Linked DNA regions of Mus musculus: all the other regions are linked to region 1. Evidence: chromatin contacts called from public HiChIP or PLAC-seq and promoter capture Hi-C data. All regions are on one chromosome and are shown on one strand. Each heading gives the region's core, a stretch centred on a gene start, on an enhancer-like site or on the middle of the called end of the contact. The rest is flanking DNA. Distances are from core to core; before and after follow the strand shown.

Evidence for each region. HiChIP or PLAC-seq counts read pairs in DNA pulled down with a chosen protein or histone mark. Capture Hi-C pulls out chosen DNA fragments and counts their contacts.
Region 2: a promoter capture Hi-C map of liver shows a contact between it and region 1. The contact joins the promoter of Ube2l3 here to the promoter of Crkl in region 1. A contact is called at or near these places in 13 of 39 promoter capture datasets (the 3T3-L1 cell line, the C10 cell line, the HPC-7 cell line and 9 more), 1 of 15 datasets of contacts at CTCF or cohesin (pro-B cells), 23 of 484 Hi-C or Micro-C datasets (B cells, CD4 T cells, the G1E-ER4 cell line and 11 more), 15 of 115 datasets of contacts at active chromatin or transcription factors (the 230-238 cell line, the HPC-7 cell line, the SCID.adh cell line and 10 more) and 3 of 9 other capture datasets (adipose tissue, liver and pancreatic islet).
Region 3: a contact with region 1 is called in an H3K4me3 HiChIP or PLAC-seq map of embryonic stem cells, with 23 read pairs. The contact joins the promoter of Hic2 here to the promoter of Crkl in region 1. A contact is called at or near these places in 2 of 39 promoter capture datasets (cranial neural crest and liver), 1 of 484 Hi-C or Micro-C datasets (the MNK3 cell line), 4 of 115 datasets of contacts at active chromatin or transcription factors (embryonic stem cells, memory CD8 T cells and pancreatic cancer cells) and 3 of 9 other capture datasets (adipose tissue, liver and pancreatic islet).
Region 4: a contact with region 1 is called in an H3K4me3 HiChIP or PLAC-seq map of embryonic stem cells, with 19 read pairs. The contact joins the promoter of Smpd4 here to the promoter of Crkl in region 1. A contact is called at or near these places in 10 of 39 promoter capture datasets (the 3T3-L1 cell line, the C10 cell line, the SN4741 cell line and 7 more), 9 of 484 Hi-C or Micro-C datasets (Th1 cells, cortical neurons, embryonic stem cells and 6 more), 10 of 115 datasets of contacts at active chromatin or transcription factors (the 230-238 cell line, the SCID.adh cell line, bone marrow-derived macrophages and 4 more) and 4 of 9 other capture datasets (adipose tissue, liver, macrophages and 1 more).

The regions. Positions count from the first base shown.
Region 1 is chr16:17,450,673-17,453,273 of GRCm38.p6, forward strand. Crkl (v-crk avian sarcoma virus CT10 oncogene homolog-like) reads left to right here and starts at 1,313. Exons shown (of 3, transcript NM_007764.5): 1 at 1,313-2,116. The coding sequence starts at 1,806.
Region 2 is chr16:17,200,215-17,202,815 of GRCm38.p6, forward strand. It overlaps Ube2l3 (ubiquitin-conjugating enzyme E2L 3), which reads right to left and starts at 1,278. Exons shown (of 4, transcript NM_009456.2): 1 at 1,221-1,278. The coding sequence starts at 1,247.
Region 3 is chr16:17,232,270-17,234,870 of GRCm38.p6, forward strand. It overlaps Hic2 (hypermethylated in cancer 2), which reads left to right and starts at 1,318. Exons shown (of 3, transcript NM_178922.3): 1 at 1,318-1,461.
Region 4 is chr16:17,618,066-17,620,666 of GRCm38.p6, forward strand. It overlaps Smpd4 (sphingomyelin phosphodiesterase 4), which reads left to right and starts at 1,289. Exons shown (of 19, transcript NM_001164610.1): 1 at 1,289-1,369.

The DNA of each region.
Region 1 (2,601 bases), core at 63-2,562:
CTGTATTCCTCACTTTTGAGATTTCTCCCTCCCCTAACTTCCTCCCCATTTTTGTTGGGTTTCATAGAGCTCAGCTGCCTTGAACTCATGATCCTCCTGCCTCCATCTCCTAGTGATGGGATTATTGGTATGTGTCACCACCACTGGCTTGGGACATGCCTTCCTGTTTATCTAATTTGGGAATGCTATGACCAATAATCCAGCATCTGTTTTTGTGGTGATTTTTCACAATAGTCATTCATTTAACAAATTTCTGATCATTCAAGACTAGATGTGGATTTAAGGCAGGCAAAATATAGGTAAATAAGACAGTATTCTGTGGTATTAAAATTTCATCCTAGCCTGTTGGTGGTCAGAGTTAGTTCCAGGACAGCCAGGGCCACACAGAGAATTCCTATCTTGATAGATAGATAGATAGATAGATAGATAGATAGATAGATAGGCCGGGCAGTGGTGGCGCATGCCTTTAATCCCAGCACTTGGGAGGCAGAGGCAGGCGGATTTCTGAGTTCGAGGCTAGCCTGGTCTACAAAGTGAGTTCCAGGACAGCCAGGACTACACAGAGAAACCCCGTCTCTAAAAAACCAAACAAATAATTAAATAAATAGGTACTAGTCGGGTTGGAGGGAGAAATATGTCAAGGGAGGCAGAGCTGAAACTGAGCAACGTGGAATGGCAGGAAATGAACTGTTGCAGAGCAACAGGCTTCAGGCCAGACACAGGTGTTGCATTTCACTTGTTACACTTTACAGCCGGTAGTGTCCAGTCATCCTCACCAACACACTGTCCTCCTCGTAAAGTATTAGTCAAACTGATCTTCACCATCATTCCACGTGTACCAAGGAGGATCACCTAGGGCAGGCGTTATTTGATAGGTTATTCAGTAACCTATTTGATGGTCACCTCACTCCCTAGGTCATGCCCTTCCTGAGCCACCTGATTTACCAGGGCCTTCTGGCTCGCAATCATCTGACGGCCACGCCTTCTTGGCCGGACACTCAGCAACCACTCTACGCTTTGTTCACAGAAACAGGTTTTCAAAACGCTGTTCCCTCTCGGCTCCAGCTGTTTTCCTGCCAAGCCCGGGAAGCCTGACAGCAGCAGCTTCTCGGCGGCTGCTTTGCGGTCCAGGAAGGGCCTGACCCTCTGCCTCCTCCCGGAACGCGGGAGCCCGCGCGAGTGGCTCACGCTGGGACCCTCGCGAACGCACTCCTGATTGGCAGCGCCCAGTGACGTCAAAGGAAGGGCCTCCGCGGTGGAGGGGGTAGAGCCCAGCTCCGCGCGTGCGCAGATTGAATGCGCTGGACCAAGGGGGAGGTGCCCGGCTGCTTCTCCCGCGTCCGCCATTTTGTTGCTGTGGCTATTGGGAGCGGGCTGGGTAAGACTGCTCGGGAGGCGCGACTCTTGTTGGAGTGCGGTGCTTCGTGTGACCGCGGGGATCGGTGCAGGCTCTTGAGGCTGTGGAGCCGGCGGCGGGTTCCAGGACAGAAGTCACTGGAGCCTCCCCTGTACTCCGGCCAGCTGAGAAGCCCGAGGCGGCCTCCGCTACTGCTCAGCTTCGCCCACCTCGACCCCGGGGCTTTGCCCAGTGTTCCCGGACCGGCTCTCCGTGAGGCGGCCCGGTGCAGGAGGGCGGTGGCGGAGGATGCTGCGGGGCCCGGAGCCTAGAGGAACGTCCTGACCAAGCCCTCTGATTGTTCCTCGAAGTGTTCTGAGAGGCCCTTCCTCGACCCCAAAGCCGACAGCGGGTAAAGGCTTCCCAAGCAAGAGAGCCGCAGACGCCGCCCATCCCCGAGCCCAACACCATGTCCTCCGCCAGGTTTGATTCTTCAGACCGCTCTGCCTGGTACATGGGGCCAGTGACTCGCCAGGAGGCGCAGACTCGTCTCCAAGGCCAGCGCCATGGCATGTTCCTAGTCCGGGACTCATCTACCTGCCCCGGGGACTATGTACTGTCCGTGTCCGAGAACTCGCGTGTCTCGCACTACATCATCAACTCCCTGCCCAACCGCCGCTTTAAGATCGGGGACCAGGAGTTTGACCATTTGCCGGCCTTGTTAGAGTTCTACAAGATCCACTACCTGGACACTACCACCTTAATCGAACCGGCGCCCAGGTACGCGAGCTCCTGCCCTTCTCCGGTTCAGAACTTGACCGGATGCGAAGGGTCGGTCAAAGATTAAATTTTGGGGGTAGGGTAGGGGATAGAACTCCTTTTCCTCATTCTAAATCAGAAGACATTCGGATTATAAGGCCAATATCAGGATCTGGGTCATTGGATGAAAGGATGCATTTTATTTAGACATTTAGCAGTGCTGCTTGCATTGTTTAAATGCACCCCTAACCCCCCACATATATACACAGTTTTGCCACTTTACTTGACTGTAATACTAATGCAGAATGCTTATTAACGACGCTAAAAATATAGACTTCCTTGAGATTCTGAAGATAGCCATGACTCCTCCTTTCTCGAAATTCTTGTACACCATTTAAGGTTTTTGTAACTCCTGCATTTTTCAACTAACTTTAGGTTACAAAGTGGCCTTCGGCCTTTGGAATAATCCTTAAAATGGATCGAAAGTGTAGAAATCTCAGAATCTG
Region 2 (2,601 bases), core at 28-2,527, 250 kb before region 1:
TCCTAAACTGAAACCCACAAGGCTGAAGGGACGACAACTTTTGGGGTTTGAACACGGAAGTGATTAGCATTCCTTTCCTGTAGGTAAATGATGGAGTGTCACCCGCAGAACAGATAAGGGGGTTTGATCACAATTGTTTTGTGCCCACTTCCACTCTAGTTTTATCAAATGTTCTCTCTAGGTTTCAGTGAGCAAATGGCTTTCTTTTGTTTCCAGTGACTCCATCAACCAAATACAAATTTGGTCTCAAGAGCCAGCTCCTGCGACCTTTTTTATTTCCGGTCCGGCGAGAGCTCGGCCGCACTACCAGGTAGCACTCAAACACTGGCGGGTTATCTTTAGAGGATGTCCGCAGATCTACTCGTGAAAAACTCCAACTGAGCACCTATATTGTATGCTTCACCAAAGGAGCCAATTAGTGAAGTGACACTCCCATACATTCAAGATACAAAGTGCGTATACCAAGTTATTTTCGTAAACTTTGGCAGGTTTTGATTTCAACGACAGAAACCAACCCCCACCCTTCATCAGGGAAAGGAGATGCGGATGACTAAGAGGTGGATAGAAAAGAGAACCTAGCTACGCAGGGAGACGACCCCACGCCTTCCTAGAGTTGGAACTTGTCGGCTGTGTGACTCTGCAGTCACAAGGCGACAGTTTGCGTGGACCCAACACAATTTCAAAAGACCACCAACTAACTGACCTAACTTTGGCCGCCTGCCCTCCTCCTTCCTTTCCCGTCTCGGGCCTCGCAGCCTCCCGGTCCCGGAGCTGTGGGCTGGCGGAATGGGGCTCAGAGAACGGCGACCGCGGCCCAGGACCGGGCGGCTCCGCGGCGCGTACTCCCAGCCGGGGCTCCGGCTTTCTTCCCCGAGGGCGCCCAGCTTGGGGCCTCCAGGCCCGGCCCACACATCAACGGCGTCCTCGACCCGGACCGCGGCCGCTGCGACGGAGGGCCCGGCTTCGCTCCAGGAGGAGGGGGCTCGAGAACTGCCCAGGCTGATCCGAAGGGCCGGCAGCGGCGGCTCTCAGCGCGGCCTTGCGCTCCCGCCCAGGCTGCGGCCTAGGCGGCCCCGTTAGATCTCTCCGCACGCGGCACAGCGGGGCCACGCAATGAGGGATGAAGAACGGCGTCGCCCCAAGGAACCGCGGCCCGCCGTAGGGGTCCCGGCCCGGGGACGCCGCCCCCCGCCTGGCCAGCGCCAGAGAATGGCTTTTACCTTCATCAGCCTCCTGCTGGCCGCCATCTTGGATCTGGTGCTGCTGCTTTCCCAAAATGCATCGCGGTAGGCCAGGCGGCTAGAACCCCCTCACTTCCTGGAGCGGGGGAGGGGCTAACCGGGAAGAGCGCGGAATAGAGAAATGTGCCTACTGTGTGCAGGTCCCAGGGCTATAGAATCCTGTGTAGACTCGAGTGACCTGGACAGTTAAAGATCCTTACTTTATGGCGCCTCCAATCCTATGGCAAGTACATACAGTGCTTGACACATAGTAGGTGCACTATAAATAGTGTGTACACAAAATAATAGAATAATCAAGATTATTTCAGGCACTACTAAACATTGTGAAGAAATCAAAACTGGGAGATGAGAAAGTTATTCTGTTACTGAACACGTAATACAATCGGTAAAGTGCCTGCCTGATCAAGAAGGACCTGAATTTGGGTTCCCAAGAACCCACACAGAAGCAAGCATGGTCATTAGCACTAGGGGAGGTAAGTTACAGTTAGATCTCTGAAGTTCTTTTTCTAACCTGCCTAACTGAATTGATGGTGAGCCTCAGATTCAAGGAGAAAACCTGTAAAGTACAAACAAGGAAAGAATTCTGTGGACCTCAGGTCTCCACATGCATGTGTGTGCACGCCCACACTAACATTCACATACAGCCTCCTACACACAAGAACTACAGGATCTGCTTCTCAGGAAGGCTCACTGAAGAAATACCATGAATAAGACAGTGCAGGGCAGCCGAAGATAAGTGGATTGTGCCTTTAATTCCTGCAGAGGGAGGCAGAGGCAAGCAGAATATAGATTCTAGCCAGCCTAGCTACATAGTATGATCCTAGTAATGGCTGAAATATCCAGAGAGGAAGAAAGAAACTGCCAGAAGGCAAACCCTACACTCACTCAGTGCTTTTACAAGTGGAGAAGTGTTGGAGGTTGGGAGATGAGATGTAGATAAGGCCTCATGTAGCCTAAGGTGGCCTCAAAATTCACTATATAACTAAAGATGACCTTAAACTCCTGATCCTCCAGCTTCCACCCTCAAGTTCTGAAAGTACCTGTACTCCATGAGTAACATCCATGTGCCCATTAGAAAGGATTTTTGCTTTGGTCTTTTGATGCCCTTTCTATCTAAAATTAATAGACTCCCTAAGGGAAAATCACTTGACACCAGTGGGGGAATGGTGGGCTAGGCCACCAAGACCCCAGACTCCATGTCTCAAAAGGGCTGAAGCTCTAAGGAGAAACTAGCAGTACAGAGCTGGCAACATGAGGCCGACAGAAATGTGAAGAGAATGCATTGCTTTCATTCAGCAGAATATTCAGGACACTTAATTCAGAGGTTTTCAAATTTGGTTCAAACAATATAACTCTTTTT
Region 3 (2,601 bases), core at 68-2,567, 220 kb before region 1:
GGCAGGCTCACTGTGTAGCCCTGGCTCAACTGGAAGTCACTATGTAGTCAGACTGGCTCTAATTCACAGAGATCTGCCTCTTTCAGCCTTCAGAGTTCTGGGACTAAAGACATGCCCCATGCCACCCATTTTCAATCTATTGAGTTTTCGCCATTTCTAGGATGTTTAGGCATAGTATTCTATGTCTTGGCTAGTATAATTGACAGCAGTAGCTTTATAATTTGCTTTAATATCTGTTAGGACAAATGTACTCCTATTTCTGTTGTTTGGTGTTTCAAAGATGATAGTTGTAAAAACAATCATGTATTAGCTATGTAGCTATTGGGTAAACTAAGAATTTTAATTTTTTTTAATCTGTTATTTTAAGCTTGTACATTCGGAAAGCATGCTTGCCTCTGTGAAGGGTTATTGAATTGGGTTTCAATGTTGACTCTGGGTCACAACCTCCCTATAGAACAGCTGTAGGTTCTGGCTAGGACTTTTCTGACCTTTAACAGTGGTGGGCTTTAGTGTTTAGTGTTCAAAGTAGAGAGATGGTCATCTAATAACTCTCTAGAGAATAACTCCGTGTGAACCCCAATACATTTGGATGGCCACAAGTCTTGGGTCTTTACTGGGCTGCCTAAACTCCTGTGACCTGCGGCGGTCACCGGAACTCTGGATAAGTAAGCAGAGTGTACACGGACCTCTCCGCCCTCTGCGCAATCCGGGTCGACCTTCGCGAGAGTGGATGTAAGGATCCTAGGAGAAGTTTAGGGTTAAGACTCCCAGGCCTCTTTTCTCCTTTAAAATCAGAACCACGCAGGCCTTCCTGCAGCCCAGACAGCGGAGCAAGCAGCCTTTGGGTGCTAAACTTTATAGACTGAGATACTCTGCGTAGATCAAGGGGCTCAAACGGGCGGAAGAGGAGAGGCGCAGGCCACCTGAACCGGGTTGGTGGTGATAGTGTTGGGGGTTCTGAAGGGTCCGGGTCAGGCTCAAAACGGGTCAGTCTTCCGTTTGAGGGCTGGGCATAGACCCGTGGTAAAGAGCAGGATTCTTGTTTCGCTGGGTGTTGCCCGTCAAGTATTTTGAGGTGAGGTTGCCATCCCGTTCTGGCGCCTGCATCGGGACCCTGTAGGCGACCTCCCGTGCGCCCCTCCCCCATTACACTCTGCCGCAGCCACTGGCCCATCCCTGGACTCAGACCCCTCGGCGGCCCCGCCCAGCCTCAGGGTTCCGCCCCCACAAGGGTCCGCCTCCAGGTCCGCCCTGTCGCTCGCCCATTCAGATGTGGGTCAGGGGTGAGCGGGTGGAGCTGACGTCACAAGCTTCCAAGATGGCGCGGAGCGGGCGGCTGTGAGCAGCGCTCTGGGCGCGCTGGGCGGAGAGCCGAGCGGGGGCCGGCGGAGGGCGGACAGGGCGGGCGCGTGCAGCTCAGGTCGGGCGCCCAAGACGAGGGGCCTCTGGCAGGCACCTGAGGTAAGCGGTGTCCTCGAGGGAGGGCGACGCGGGCCGGGCGCGCCCCCGGAGAGGGGGGCGTGGGCGCGCGTGGGACGGAGCGCGCGCACGGCCCCTAGTCTCGAACCGAGGCGCACGCGGGACCCTGGACGGGCGGGGGCTTTGTGGTTCAGGTGCCCGGCGGGTTGCGGCCGGCACGGGGACTCCGGGCACAAAGCCCCCAGGGCCGCGCCAGTCCGGGGACGCGAGTCTGTGGAGCGGGGGTCGACGGGGTAGCGGGCGCCGGCTCTTTGTGCCTTTTCATTAGCAATCTAATCCGAACGGCGTCGGGCGAGCTATGCTGCCTGACAGGCGGGCGTTCTCCCATTATGCAAACGGCTGTACGCCTGCGGCTGCCCCTCACTGGAACGCTTTACGGTTTCCAGAACTGCGCTTGTGTGTATGGTCTGCAGTCCTTTTCCTCGAGTACCCTTCCTGGCTGGGGGACTGGCCGTGTCAGGGACAGGGTAGGGCTTAGAGGGCCCGGCTCCGTGGCTGGGTGGGCTTTCTGCCCTGCCCCCAGACCTTTGCTGGAGGCAGCCGCCTGGCAGGAAGAGAGATGGGCTTGGGGGGAGGGGGTCGGGTGGCAAGAGGAAGGGACTGGCTGGCTCAGGGAGTGAGCTGAGGGGCCCTAGCTTGTCATTCTCTGTTTATCTTCCAGAATGGTTCATATGCACACAAGCCTGGGTGTAAGTGCTGGGGGAAAATACCTCTCCCTGGGGGGCAGTGACTTAGGTACTTGGAGTGATTGAGGCCAGATAATACTCTCAGCGGCCGCGCCCTGAACAGTTTTGGACTACCTTGCGACGAGAGTCCCGTGCTGATCTTGGCTGGCCGGAGAGATTCAGAAGTTATTTACTTATGTGTTCTATCCCCCTCTTCACAGTATCTTTTCTAGTTATAATTGTCAGGCGCATTTGGAAAGCTGTGTTCCAGGTTCCTCACTTTCAATCAGCAGGAGGGGTGTAACACTGAGAGGCCACCCCCACTGACATATGTGGCGATGGGGGAGGGGCGGATCCTTGCCTATAGGAATCCTGTGACTGGACTGTTACTGGGGTTTGCTAGCTGTGGCTTTTGCACCTAGGACCAGGAGATTCGGCAGGTCGTGGAGGGGCTCAT
Region 4 (2,601 bases), core at 39-2,538, 170 kb after region 1:
AGAGTTCCAAAGCAGGCGTGTCTGCAGGGACTTGCAACCTGCCCAAGTCCATGCAGCCCATCTCCTTGGTGCTCAGCACCTTTTTCCCTTCATGCCCAGCTTTTGCAGCGTGGCCTCCCCCAGACCTGTGAAAGCCCTGAGTCTAGCCTCTGTCAGTCGAGCACCCTGAAAAAGGTGAGTGTTGGGCCCGCGTACCTCCTCCACTTCCCTCTCCCGCCTCTTCCCCTGACCACCACTCCCCACCCCAATTCCCTTCCACCCTGCAGAATTCGCTGCAGTCTAGCAGGTGAGGAGCCTCCACAGCGCCAGCTACTGGCCACCTCTTTCCTTGCCAGGCCCTGCAGCTCCCAGTCTGTAGCGGCTCCAACAACCCAGGGCAAGCATCCCGAGAGGTTTTTACATACTTGCTTGACTTGTTCTGAGTGCTTAATGTGAATAGGGCAGTATGTTAGCCATGGGAATGGTGTGGTGGAAAGCTGTCCGCTGCCTGACGATCAGATCCCTGATAGACGGATTTAGGTAGCAGCACCCAGAACCGTGCCTGGCATATGCTGGGTACTTGGTAAATCCTGTTGGATGATGGGTATTTAGGATTGCATGTACTTATCTATTTTGTGCAGGTTTCTTCCTTGAAGCACTCTTTAAGGGCTCTAAAAAAACAACTTTTAAAATTTTTATTAGCTTAAGAAGTATGAGGATTTTTGTTTTGTTTTCGAGACAGGGTTTATGTAGCCCTGATTGTCCTAGAACTCACCCTGAAGACCAAGCTGGCCTCAGAATCACAGAGATCTGCCTGCCTGCCTCTGCCTCCCTAGTGATGGGATTAAAGGCGTGTGCTGCCACCAACACCTGGTTTATTGGGGGTGGGGGTGTTATTTGTGTACTTGTATATTTGTTGGTTCTTAACCAGGAAGAATTCTTTCAAAGAAGTTTCAATTATTGATTGCTTGATTGTTTGTCTTTTCAAGACAGGGTTTCTCTGTGTAATCCTGGCTATCTTGAACCTCTGGCTTTGAACTCAAGAGATCTGCCTGCCTCTGCCTCCAGAACGCATGGATTAAAAGCGTGTGTCACCAGGGCAACAACCTCTTTCTAGAAACTTTTCATTTCATGTAGTCCCATTTTAATTCTCCAGGCTATTTCTGTGTCAGTGAAGTACAGTGTTGAAAAGTCTTGCCTATATCTATTTTTCTAGACGCGTATTCCTGTTGTCTTCTGTATTTCAGACCTTACTTTGATCCTCTCGGATTCCCGCCAAACTAAGGGGGCGTGGCACCCGGCGCAGCTTGATGACGACATTAGGCGCCGAGTGTCCGAATGGCGGCTCCCTTCTCTGAGAAGCTCGAGATTTGTGCTATCAGCACGGCAGGTGAGTGGCGGGAGCCGCGCGCGAGGCAGCCCAGCACCGTGCGGTTTTCTCGGGTCCCCGCCGAGGCTGGCTCCGTTCCTCCTCGAGCTGTGGGGGACTTGGGCCTCCCGACAGCTCGGCCTGTACGGGGCCGGCCGGGAGCCCAGGGCCCGGCTGCAACCTCACGCCGCTCTCCAGGGTCATGGCTTTCTGCCGCCTTCCTGCGTGGTCCTCGCAGACGGTCCGGGTAGGGGGTGGATGAACGCTCGATGTGAGAGTTGAGGGAGGGGGACTTGGAGGGAAAGTTGAACCTTGGGCTCAGCTAGCGATGTTTGGTAGTAGAACTCGTTGTGGGTTTAGGTTCTACCTTGCGACTTTCCCGAGCCTCAGTTTCCTCCTCTGTAATGTAATAGGGTAGTCTCGAAACTTTGGAGGTATAGGAAGTTGTGATCAACAAATGAGGGCACGCCGCAGCTTCTCAGAGTCAGCCGAGGGAGTTCTTGACAGTGGCGCGCTAAGCTTGGCTGGAGTTCGTAGTCATTAGAAACCTCAAAAACAGTCGCAAGCAGTTCTTGAAGAAAGTGGACTTTGAGGGGTCGACCGAAGCAAAGGCCTTCGGCACTGCATGCACGCTGGCTTCGGGCGTGGGTGACAGGGCCTAAAAGCAAGAGTATCAGTGTCGTTGCCCTATTCGTGGAATCGTGGAAAGACCTTCGTTAGACATCTCTGATTTTTCAACTGTCTGCTTCTTCTGAGGAGAGAGTTGACTTCTTGTCTCCTTTAGATCTCTGCCCTTATCGAGTAGTCCACAATTTTATGCTGCCCTGATCATTTCATGGTAGTTTGCAATGTAGGTCAGGACTGAAACATTTTCAGTTTTCCTTAACACTGAGACTGAATTAAGAATTGGAAAAAAAAAAACAAAACAAAACCCAAAACCTAAGAATTGTTTCTCTTGCCACATGGCAAAGATTGGTGGTCTTTCAAAACCACAACTGCCTTAAACTCCTACTGTCTGGCTTCTCTCCTTGCAGACTGGCATTGCCAGCTTAGCACCTTTTCTCCTGTAGTGAGCAGGGCTGAGACAGAAAAGCTATCACTAGTCCATCGGTGGCACACAGTAGGCTCTCTGCTCTTTCCAGCTCTTGATTGTTTTGTGTTTCTTACCATAGGCACTGGGAGGTAGGAAGCTGCAGGGCTATGCCTAATTTTTGGTGGTGAGTTCAAATTCTTCCTTCATAGAACTTCTTCAT